2 separate regions of the Mus musculus genome follow, and region 2 is linked to region 1. A link is a contact called in public promoter capture Hi-C data. All regions are on one chromosome and are shown on one strand. Each heading gives the region's core, a stretch centred on a gene start, on an enhancer-like site or on the middle of the called end of the contact. The rest is flanking DNA. Distances are from core to core; before and after follow the strand shown. Region 1 holds the start of Dhx34 (DEAH (Asp-Glu-Ala-His) box polypeptide 34). Region 2 holds the start of C5ar1 (complement component 5a receptor 1).

Region 1 (5,486 bases), core at 2,394-4,893:
CTGCAGAGTGTTTCACCAAAGCTGTAGTCTGCGGCAGGAAAGGTGGACCACTGTGAACAGCTCCTGTGATGGCTGCAGGCTGCAGAGATGTCATGGTGCCACCATTTTGATAGGAGCTACCATTTTTGACAACTCCTGCTAGGGCAGGTGGCTGTAGGCTGGGATGGGAAGGAGTGGCTAGCTGCCATTTTGACAGATTTTGCAGCACCACTGCCCTTCCTTGATCTAGGTCTTGAAGAGTGAAGACACCACTTTTGATCTGGATCTTGAGGTGAGAAAACACACCTTTGATCTGGGCCCCGCCTTCTCCTGGGAGTCTATATAAAGACATGGAAGAAGGATGCTTGCTTTTGGTCTTTGTCTGCTTTCTCTTGCCTTGCTAGCAAGTCCATTCCTTCTCTGGCATTAGAGCCCACTTTTTTTGGAATTCTGCAGGGCCGTGGGTGTGGGAGAAAGAGGGGAGTGGGAAAGAACCCGCGTCCTGCCAGCGTTCCGGTGCTCTGGGCAGGCGCACATGGGAGGAGTGCCGCATGCTTTCCATGCGGCCCCGGGTGGGTGTCTGGCTGTGGGAAGCCAATGACCCCACTCGGCGGTGGTGGACAAGGGGCAGTCCTAGGCACCAGGTTCCCAGCCTCCAGCATCCCACGCTGGATACCACGGAAGAGCTGAGAATAGAATGGGGGCTCCGGGGCAGCACTGAGCCCTGGGGCCAAAGGGAGGAGAGGGCAGGAGGAGAGGGCAGGGGGAGAGGAGGCGCTGGATGGTTTCCAGGCAGGCGAGAGTCCTTGGTCCGCTCCATGGCTGGAGCACAGGATGGCCTTCCGGCGGGAGGTTGGACATGGCTCTTTAGGGGAAAGCCTATCCCATCGTTCAAGCACGGCGGGCCTTGATGAGCAGAGACAGTCTATGGTTTTAGAGCTTTATTGTAGAAAGGCAGAGGGAAGGAAAGAAGGTAGAAGGAGAGAGAGAGGCCGGCCATGGCCACGTGGAGAGGGAAGGGAGAGAGAGGAGGAGGGCTAGAGAGTAAAAAAGGTGAGGGCTAAAGAGAGCAAGGAGGGGCCAAGCAGCCCCTCTGATAGTGGGCTGGGCTATCAGGTAACTGTGGGGAGGAGCATACCTGGCTTAGTCAGGTAACTGTGGGGGTGGAGTCTAGCCAGAATGCCAGAAGCTTGGGACATTGTCTGCGTGACTGATAGTCACAGAATTATGGAGTTGGGGGCTCTGTGGTGTCAGGCACCTGTCTCTGGGAACGTGGCTTGCTTTTCTGTCCCTTGTAGAGTTCTCTACTGAGTCACTGGAACAAGCCCCACTCAACCAAAATAGGCTGCCTATCACAGTCCCACAGAATTCCAGTGTCCTGGTTTCAGCATCTACTGAAGACCAGCTGAGACAGCCAGTCTTATGGACTGAGTGACTTCTGGGTTCTTGGACTTTCTGTTTATAGCCAGCCATTGTTTAGTGGTTGGACCCTAACCTGTAAGACATTCTAATAATCCCCTTTCTATATATTATAGACAAAGAGATTCAGTCTGTAAATTCCATTATTGTAGAGAACCCTGACTAACACAATTCGCCATTGTTTGTTTTTCATATGGACAGCAGATACTGTCTACAATGCTTCCTCTGCTGAAACTCCTCCATGGCTCCCTTCCACCTCAGCTCCCAAGCCTGAGTCCTAGCCCTGGTGTGTGTCTACGATCCACCCTATTTCTCTGTCTCATTGCCAGGCTGCTTCCTCCCCTCCGTCTTCCGTGTTCCTTGTTTGCCTAGCTTAGATGAGGCCTAGGGACCAATCCTTTGCACCAACTAAAATAGCTGGTGTTGATACAAACGTGGGAGACCAGAACTCAGACGGTGGAGACAGGAGGGCCAGGAGTTCAAGCCCATCCTCAGTTACATAAGAAGGCTAGCCTAGGCTACATGAGGCCCGGTCTCAAAAAAAAAAAGGTGCATAAACTTTCTTTTTACTGCTTGCTGTGAATATAAGTCCCTTGGTAAATCATTGATTTAGATTATATGCTTCCAAATGTCTTTTTTTTCTTTAAATGTTTGTTTGTTTATTATATGTAAGTACACTGTAGCTGTCCTCAGACACTCCAGAAGAGGGCATCAGATCTCATTACGGATGGTTGTGAGCCACCATGTGGTTGCTGGGATTTGAACTCCTGACCTTCGGACGAACAGTCGGGTGCTCTTACCCACTGAGCCATCTCACCAGCCCCCAAATGTCTTCTTTACCCTTAGTATTGTACTACCTGGGGAGGGGTACATTCTTAAGGTCTGGGGTTCTTTCTCTGCACAGAGGAGACTTTGGTGAACAAAACAGAAGAGTTCTCCACTTTTACGGAGCACACATCTTACTGGAGGACACAGAGATAGTCACAAAAGTAAGATTAAATAGGACGGGGTGAAGAACATTCCAGCGCTCAGGAGGCGGTGGTGGAAGGATGAGTAGTTGGAGCCTGGGCAAAGGAGAAAGTTCTTGTCTGAAATACATGAATAAGCAAAGAAATAAAATATTGAGCAATAATGCCCGCTCTGTGGAGGGAGCTGCTTTTAGAAGCAAGGTCAGAGATGACAGCTTCAGTGCACTAATATCTGAATGGGGGGAAAAAGTGAGCTGCACAGAGAAACCAGAAGAGGAAACAGAGAACTCAAAACCTGGCTACAACCCAGCCTGGCCTATATATTTTTATATATGCTTTTCAGCGACTTTTTTTTTTTTTTGCAACAAGTTTTCTTAGGTTATCGATGGGGAAACTGAGGCTCAGTTCCCCAGTGATTGGCACATCGAGGAGTACTGTGTAGTTTTCTCTGGAGTCTTTTCTCACCCATTTAGTCATTAATTTAACATGTGTGGCTCTAGAGAGGGCTTTAAGGGGACACAAGACTGATCAGCACAGAGCTGGTCCCTGGCTTAAGGCTGCTGGGGTTACATCTGATTATTTATTAGTGAGTTATAGTGATAGAGTGACCACATGACTGTCTTATTAATTTAATTAGGTTTTTGAGATGGTCTAGATATGTAGTCCTGGATGACCTGAACTCACTATGTAGTCCAGGCTGGCCTTGAACTTACCGAGATCCACCTCCCTTTGCCTCCCAAGTGCTGGAATTTAAGGCGTGCACTAGTTCGCCCAGTCACGGGACTGTTTTAATAGTGTTTGAGCTCCCTTGCTGACCCTAAACTTTTTGTTTGTTTGTTTGTTTGTTTTTTTGAGAGAGGGTTTCTCTGTGTAGCTCTGGCTGTCCTGGAACTCACTCTGTAGACCAGGCTGGCCTCGAACTCAGAAATCCGCCTGCCTCTGCCTCCCAAGTGCTGGGATTAGAGGCGTGCGTTGTTTTGTTTTTTGGACCCGAAACTTTTGACTTTCTAGTAATTCTGGGTTTACAGGGCTGTGGAGAGGACACGGCTAGGGACTGGCACTTACCTATAACCCCTCCTCTGGCCTCTAGAGGGCGTCAAATCACCCAAAACACTGCCTGAAGCCAGGTGCCCAAGAGCGCTTTGTGCGATGGGCATTGGCCCGCCCGCTACTCCCTATTGGGCTTCATTGTACGGAGAGGCCAGGTCGCGCTTTCGCGATCTGCGCATGCGCAGTCTGGAGAGTGGCGGGAGCGTGCGCAGGCGCAGACCATTTAGGACCGGAAGTTGAGGCGTCCGTGCTATTTCGGAGGTAAGGGGCGGGGCGTGTGTGCGGGGTGTCTGCGTGGCTTTGGTCCCTGGTGCAGGATTTGTGTGGGGCTATAGTTCCGAGCGAGCAGGGGAGTCAAGAGAACCCCAATTTTAATGAAGGAATGTGCCAGGACCCAGAGAGCTCTGGCGGTGCGCGATTCTTAGAAGCTGGAGGACCAAGAGGCCCGGAACTGAAACCACAGAGGGAACAAGTTTCTGAGAAAGGGAGAGAAAAGGGGACCAGGGTGATGGGGTGCCTGCAAGAGAGGCTCACAAGGGCGCCAGGAAGAGATTGGCAAGAAAGCCTGGATGGTGGTGAGACCCACAGTTATGAAAAGATGGAGTTTGAAACAGAACCTTGAAAGTTGGAGGTGATAGTAGAGTCGTGCTGAAAAATGGCGAAAGGAAGAAATGCACCCCAGATTTGCGTTCCTCGCACTGCTTATTTAGCTTAGCAAAATAGAGTGGAAATAGTCTTAATGTTGTGAGAAAGTGAACATATATGTATACATATGTGATTGAGACTACACAGAAATACCGGAGTGGTAGCTGTAAAGAAAGGCACCATTGGTAGATAAAAGTATTGACTGGAGAACTGTAAACAAATAGAGGGCCGGGAGCTAGGTGCTGGATCTGAGCACAGGAGGCTGAAGCAGGAGGATTGTGAGTTAAAGGCCAACCCAGTCTACATAGGATGACTCTTGTCTCCAAAAATAAATAAATTTGAGGAAAAGTTGAAACAAGATGGAGAAAGTGGAGAAATTCAAATGGAGGTCTGAGGAAGAGAGGGAGGGAGGGAGAGAGAGAGAGAGAGAGAGGAGAGAGAGGGGAGAGAGGGAGAAATAGAGAAATAGAAAGAGAGGTATTGGGAAGATGGCCCGGTAAGCCATACTTGGACATAATGGTGCTTACTTGCAGTCCCAGCACTTATGTGGTGGAGACTGGATGGTGAGTGAGTTCAAGGTCATGCTTATCTGTGTGGAGAGTTCAAGGTTAGGCTAAACTACCTGAGACCCCAAACCAAATGAAGGAGTAAAATGCCCGAGGGAACAGACCCATTGGCAGCCATGGGTGCTGATGTTGGGCCTAGTGTGAGTCAGGGTTTTTGTTGCCTAGAAGGAGCTTTCTCCTCCTTACTGTCCCAGTCTTTTTCTGAGGATCACTGGCTCCATCTTCTAGCAGCTTTCCAAGGCCTGGTCCTCATTCCCTTCTAGAATAGAGTTCTCTCAGTCCTGTCATCACCGAGCTTCAGTCTTTACTCAGAAGTGTTGTACTCTGCAGTGTCTGCTATGTTTGTGGGACTCACAAGGTCTTCCTCCCTGGACACTCAAAGGTAGCTCTAACAACTCCCAAGAGGGGACCAAGTCCCTCCCACCCCTGTGACTGCATAAAGCCAACCTCTGGGCTCTTTCATGATGACCCTTGAGAGAATGAAGGCTGAGTTGGGTTTGCTAATGCCATCGAGAGAGAATTCCTGGCCTTTTGTGTTATTTTCCCCCCTGGTTGGATGCTCTGTGCCTTTGCTGTTTTCCATGTGTTGGAATCTCTTCTTGTGGAGAGAAAGCATTAAACCTGAGTAATAGTGGCCGTTTGGCCTCTTTGACAGTGTTTTTGATATTTGATGATACTGCTCCCATTTTATAGATGAAGAAAACCACTTCAGATAAACTTGTTTGCTTGTGGTAACTGATCAGATTCAAACCTGATGACCTGCTTGTCTCCAGGTCCTTTACCAAGGGAGTGTGTGGGCCTCTTAAAATCATAATCAGCCCCCACATATTAAATTTTATTTATTTGTGTGTGTGTGTAA
Region 2 (5,035 bases), core at 293-2,792, 37 kb before region 1:
TTTTACTCTTGTTTTGAGGTAGTTTTCTATATAGCTTTGGTTGGCCTGAAACTCATTATGTAGACGAGCTGGCCTCAAACTCACAGAGGACTGCCTGTCTGTGCCATCTGAGTGTCGGGATTACAGGCTTGTGCCACCACATCTGGCTGTTTTTGAGTGTTTGAGATGGTGTCTCGGGTTGTCTGTATTGCTAGGAATGAACTTGAGCTATGGTGTCTCCTGCATCCACCTCCCAAATGCTGAGATTATAGACATCGTTGAAATCTCCGGAGTGTGTTCCTTTCACGGCCCATCTCGCTGCATACTCACAGGAGTTCCGGGGTCCTGTGGTCTCACGTGGCTGATGCATCAGGTGTTCAGGGTAGGATGTGGGAGGAGAAGAGAGAAGATAGAAGATTTCAGGTTTCAAACAAACAGAAAACACAACAAAGGATTAATTAGGCTGTTAAGACAGAATAAGACATTTCATCTCTTATGCTCCACGCCCCCCAGCCCTGAGATAGGCTTTCATTATGTGGCTCTTACTGACCATGAGTTTACAGAGTGTTGGGATTGCGTACCACACATGTGACCATAGGTTTGTTTTATTTTTATTTTTTTAAAAAATTGGTCCTTCCTATGCAGGTGGCCTGGAATTTTTAATCCTCCTGCTTTTGTCCAAGTAATAGAATTACAGGCATGTATAATTGTGCCTAACCTGAGCCAATTTTGTCTTTGCTAAAAAGCACAGGTTCTCAACCTGTGGGTCCTGACCCCTGGGGGGAGGGTGTCACATCTCAGATATCTTGTATATCTGATATTTACATTACAGTTATGAAGTAACAATGAAATGCTTTTGTGGTTGGGGGTCACCACAATATGTGGAACCAACTGTTTTCAGGGTCACAGTGTCAGGAAGGTTGAGAGCCACTGCTACAAAGGATCTCACAAAGCCTACTCTGGATTAGAAGTTACTGTGCAGCCAGGAGGATGGCTTTGAACTTATTCTCCTGCCTCAGCCGCCTGGGTGCTGGGGTCGGATGCAGCACTACATCAGGTTTTATGCGGTGCTGGGAATGGTATCCAGGGCTTTGCACATGCTAGGCAAGTGTTTAACCAACCAAGCCATGATCCCAGCATGCTTTGCTTTATTATTTGAGACAGGTCCTGTTCTGCAGCCCAGGGTGATCCTCCTGCCCCAGTCTCCTGAGTGCTAGCATTGAGTTAACACATCTCCCTAACCCCCTTAAGAGAAAACGCCAAGACCTTGGCCATCTCTTCAGCCCTCTGTGTGCTTTCTTGCTATAAAAGCCACCAGGCTGGGGAGCTGTGGTCATTATTTCTGTCATGTAGAAACCCCAGAAACTCCAAAACTTCCTTCAGAAGAGGTAGGCTCCTCCTCAGATTGGGGAACGAGGCCAGGAAAAGCAGCTGCGTCCCCAAAAGTGAAGAAGTCCTGGAAATTGCCTTTTCCCCTTCTGGGGCCAGAGACTTCCTTCCTTTTCCAAGTTGACATCTCTCCCCTGGCTGGTTGGTACTGGGTGGTGCTGAGGGTGTACTGGGTAAGCACCGGTGGAGGGAGCCTCAGCTAGGATGGTCAGTGAGTGACCAATGAGCACCTCCAGGAGACAAGACAGTCATTTCCTCTCAGTTGCCTGCATCTCTTCTTGAGGGTTTAAAAGGCACAGCCTGGGTGACAGGGACCTTCAGGCATCCGTCGCTGGTTACCACAGAACCCAGGAGGAGCCAGGACATGGTGAGTGGATTCCTCTCCCTGTCTGACTTTCTTTGCCCATTTCTAGCTCCTTTCCCATCCTGAGCTCACACTCTGAGATGGGATGTGGCCAACGGACTAAGGGGATTTATGGGAACCACGGCGGCCTCACCAAGATGTAGGCTCAAGAAGGTTCTTCAGGACAGGAGACCCTGGAGTCAGCTCTCCTCACTGAAGAGTTCTAGAAGTTGGGCATGTTCATTTACACTTGTAATCTGAGCCCTCAAGAGGCCGGGGCAGGATGCTGCAGTCAAGGCTACATAGTGACTTTTAGGCTAGTGTGAGCTACACTATGAGATACTGTGTTCAGAGACAAATGGGCTGGAGGTAGAGATCAGGTGTGAGAGTGCTCTGTGGGAGAGCTGGAAGCCATGGGTCCAATGACCAGCACCTCGTACAGCTGGGTGGGAGTGATTGGAAATTCAATCTTACATAGTAATTTTGAGGTTAACCTGGGCTACACTACATGAGACCCTACTTCAGAAAAGCAAGAACAAAAAAATAATTTTACAAACTAGCCAAGGTGGTGGCTCAAACCTGCTATCCTGGCTCCTAGCAGGAGGTTTGAGATTTGGGGCGAGCCTAGGCAACTTTGTTGAGACTTTGTCTCAAAGACTAAAAGCAAAACAAAACAAAAACTCAAACAGTGTGAATAAAGGAAGGAAGAATGAAACAATTGCAGAAACCTGTTGGGATTGTAGCTCACTGCCTAGCCTGAGTGTGGCCCAGGGTTCCGTCTCCTACGCTGAGTCTAAAACTACCAAGCAGAGACTGGGTGCTGTGACGCACACCTTTTAATCCCGCACTCAGGAGGCAGAATCGGGAGGTTCTCTGTGAGTTCGAGGCCAGCCTGGTAAACATGTAAAGAAGTCTAAGGAAGGTCAATGTTGAGAGTCTTGACAGCCAGTTTGAAAGAACGCCCATTCCCAGAAAAGTTAGAGGAAGCCCAGATGGGAGCACTGATGGCCTGGGTCCTTCTGTGGTTAATGGCCATGACCCTCTAGGCAGGTCCCTCTCCATGCCTGGGACCTGACGTTGAGGCATGGTGCTAGACCAGCGGCGACTTGGCCCCACTGTAACAGAGGATACGGTCTTGCTTCATCCACACAAAAGAGGAAACGGAAAACTTGATGACAGGGAGGGTACACGCTTTCTTCATCCTTCTTCTGTCCCATCCAATCCTGTGTCTGCCCCGAGCAATTGGGGTTTCCAGAACAGGGTGGGTTCTTTTTCCTTTCTACACAACGTTTCTGAAGACGAAGTCACTTTATTGACCACCCGAACTGTAGAGTCCCTGATTTGGGCTGGGGCGTGACTGAGTTTTTTGTTTTTTGTTTGTTTGTTTGTTTGTTTTAAATACTGGAATAGGCTGTCAGTATCTTTTTTTTTTTTTAAGATTTATTTATTATATATAAGTACACTGTAGCTGTCTTCAGACACTCCAGAAGATGGCATCAGATCTTGTTACAGATGGTTGTGAGCTACCATGTGGTTGCTGGGATTTGAACTCCAGACCTTCGGAAGAGCAGTCGGGTGCTCTTACCCACTGAGCCAACTCACCAGCCCTTTTTTTTTTTTTTTTTTTTTTTTTTTTTTTTAAAGATTTACTTATTTTATATATGTGAGTAGTATTGTCTCTTCAGAGACACCAGAAGAGGGCATCAGACCCAATTACAGATGGTTATTAGCCACCATGTGGTTGCTGGGAATTGAACTCGGGACCTTTGGAAGAGCAGTCAGAGCTCTAAACCGCTGAACCATCTCTGCAGCCCGTGACTGGATTCTTAGGCCAGTAGTCTATGGCTAAGCTATGCCCCTCACCCCTCACTGGGGGATTCTAGGCAGGGGCTCTACCACTGAGCCACACTCCCAGCCCCTCACTGGGGGATTCTAGGCAGGGGCTCTACCACTGAGCCACGCCCCCAGCCCCTCACTGGGGGATTCTAGGCAGGGGCTCTACAACATTTCAGTCCTTGATCTTTTAAGACAGGATGTCACTATGTAGCCCAATGGTCTAAATCACATGATTATCCTCAGGCTCCCTGGTGCTGGGATCACAGGCATATACCACCGTGGCTAGCCCCTAAACATAATTTTTCTTTTGAATGAATAATTTTTTTCTTTTGGTTTTTCAAGATAGGATTTCTCTGTGTAGCCTTGGCTGCCCTGGAACTTGCTCTATAAACCAGCCTGGCTTCAAACTCACAGATCCTCCTGCCTCTACCTCCTGAGTGCTGGGATTAAAGGCATGTGCCATCACTGCCTAGCTTTGAATGAATACTTTTTTTTAATATTGTGAATAGGCATTTACTGAGTGCTTATTGTATGCTAGTCCTCTTGCTAAGCACTTTAGATTTACTACATAGCAAACTATCAATAAAGGAGCTGTAGAATATCCATGTATTTCAAGGGCAACACAGCCTTTGAACAGACATATACTATCCCAATGGCATTCCACGCATTAGGCGGTATAACCTTTTAAAGAGAAGGCTCTTGGGATTCGGCCCCACCCCTGCTCTTGCTGATAGGTTTTGGGAGGCTTTCTAACTAACCTAGAGCCCCACTTTTTAAAATCTGTAGAGTGGGTGTGGCCATAGTAGCAGCCCAATGAGGGTTGCATGTGTTAAATGAAGAAAAGAGCAGTTGAAAGCCCCTCACAAGTGGCCCATACCTGTAATCCCAGCACTCAGGAGAAAGAGGCCCTGTCTCAAAAGAAAATACAAAAAGCATGTAAACTTATGGACCAGGCTAATTATTTTATTTTGTTTTTTTAAAAAAGATTTATTTATTTATTTATTACATGTAAGTACACTGTAGCTGTCTTCAGACACTCCAGAAGAGGGAGTCAGATCTCCTTACGAATGGTTGTGAGCCACCATGTGGTTGCTGGGATTTGAACTAAGGACCTTCAGAAGAGCAGTCAGGTGTTCTTACACGCTGAGCCATCGCACCAGCCCCAGGCTAATTATTGTTATTTTGAAATAGGTTCTCATGTAGATAAGGCTGAACCTAGAACTCACTATGTAGCCAAGGATAGCTTTGACTTCCTGTCCTCCTGCTCCACCTCTGGTCTCTCTCTCTCGATATATACACACATATATGTTCATTTTATATATTATATTGTATAATAGTTTATAGTCTTCTTTTTTTCTTTTTTTTTTTTTTTTTTGGTTTTTCAAGACAGGGTTTCTCTGTGTAGCCCTGGCTGTCCTGGAACTCACTCTGTAGACCAGGCTGGCCTCGAACTCAGAAATCCGCCTGCCTCTGCCTCCCGAGTGCTGG

The links. Promoter capture Hi-C pulls out the DNA fragments that hold promoters and counts their contacts.
Region 2: a contact with region 1 is called in a promoter capture Hi-C map of macrophages, with 11 read pairs. The contact joins the promoter of C5ar1 here to the promoter of Dhx34 in region 1. A contact is called at or near these places in 20 of 39 promoter capture datasets (the 3T3-L1 cell line, 3T3-L1-derived adipocytes, the C10 cell line and 12 more), 4 of 15 datasets of contacts at CTCF or cohesin (CD8 T cells, the NIH/3T3 cell line, large pre-B cells and 1 more), 23 of 484 Hi-C or Micro-C datasets (B cells, CD4 single positive thymocytes, CD8 T cells and 17 more), 16 of 115 datasets of contacts at active chromatin or transcription factors (CD8 T cells, the HPC-7 cell line, Th17 cells and 10 more) and 3 of 9 other capture datasets (adipose tissue, liver and pancreatic islet).

Annotation. Positions count from the first base shown.
Region 1 is chr7:16,220,189-16,225,674 of GRCm38.p6, reverse strand. Dhx34 (DEAH (Asp-Glu-Ala-His) box polypeptide 34) reads left to right here and starts at 3,643. Exons shown (of 17, transcript NM_027883.3): 1 at 3,643-3,677.
Region 2 is chr7:16,255,845-16,260,879 of GRCm38.p6, reverse strand. It overlaps C5ar1 (complement component 5a receptor 1), which reads left to right and starts at 1,542. Exons shown (of 2, transcript NM_001173550.1): 1 at 1,542-1,735. The coding sequence starts at 1,733.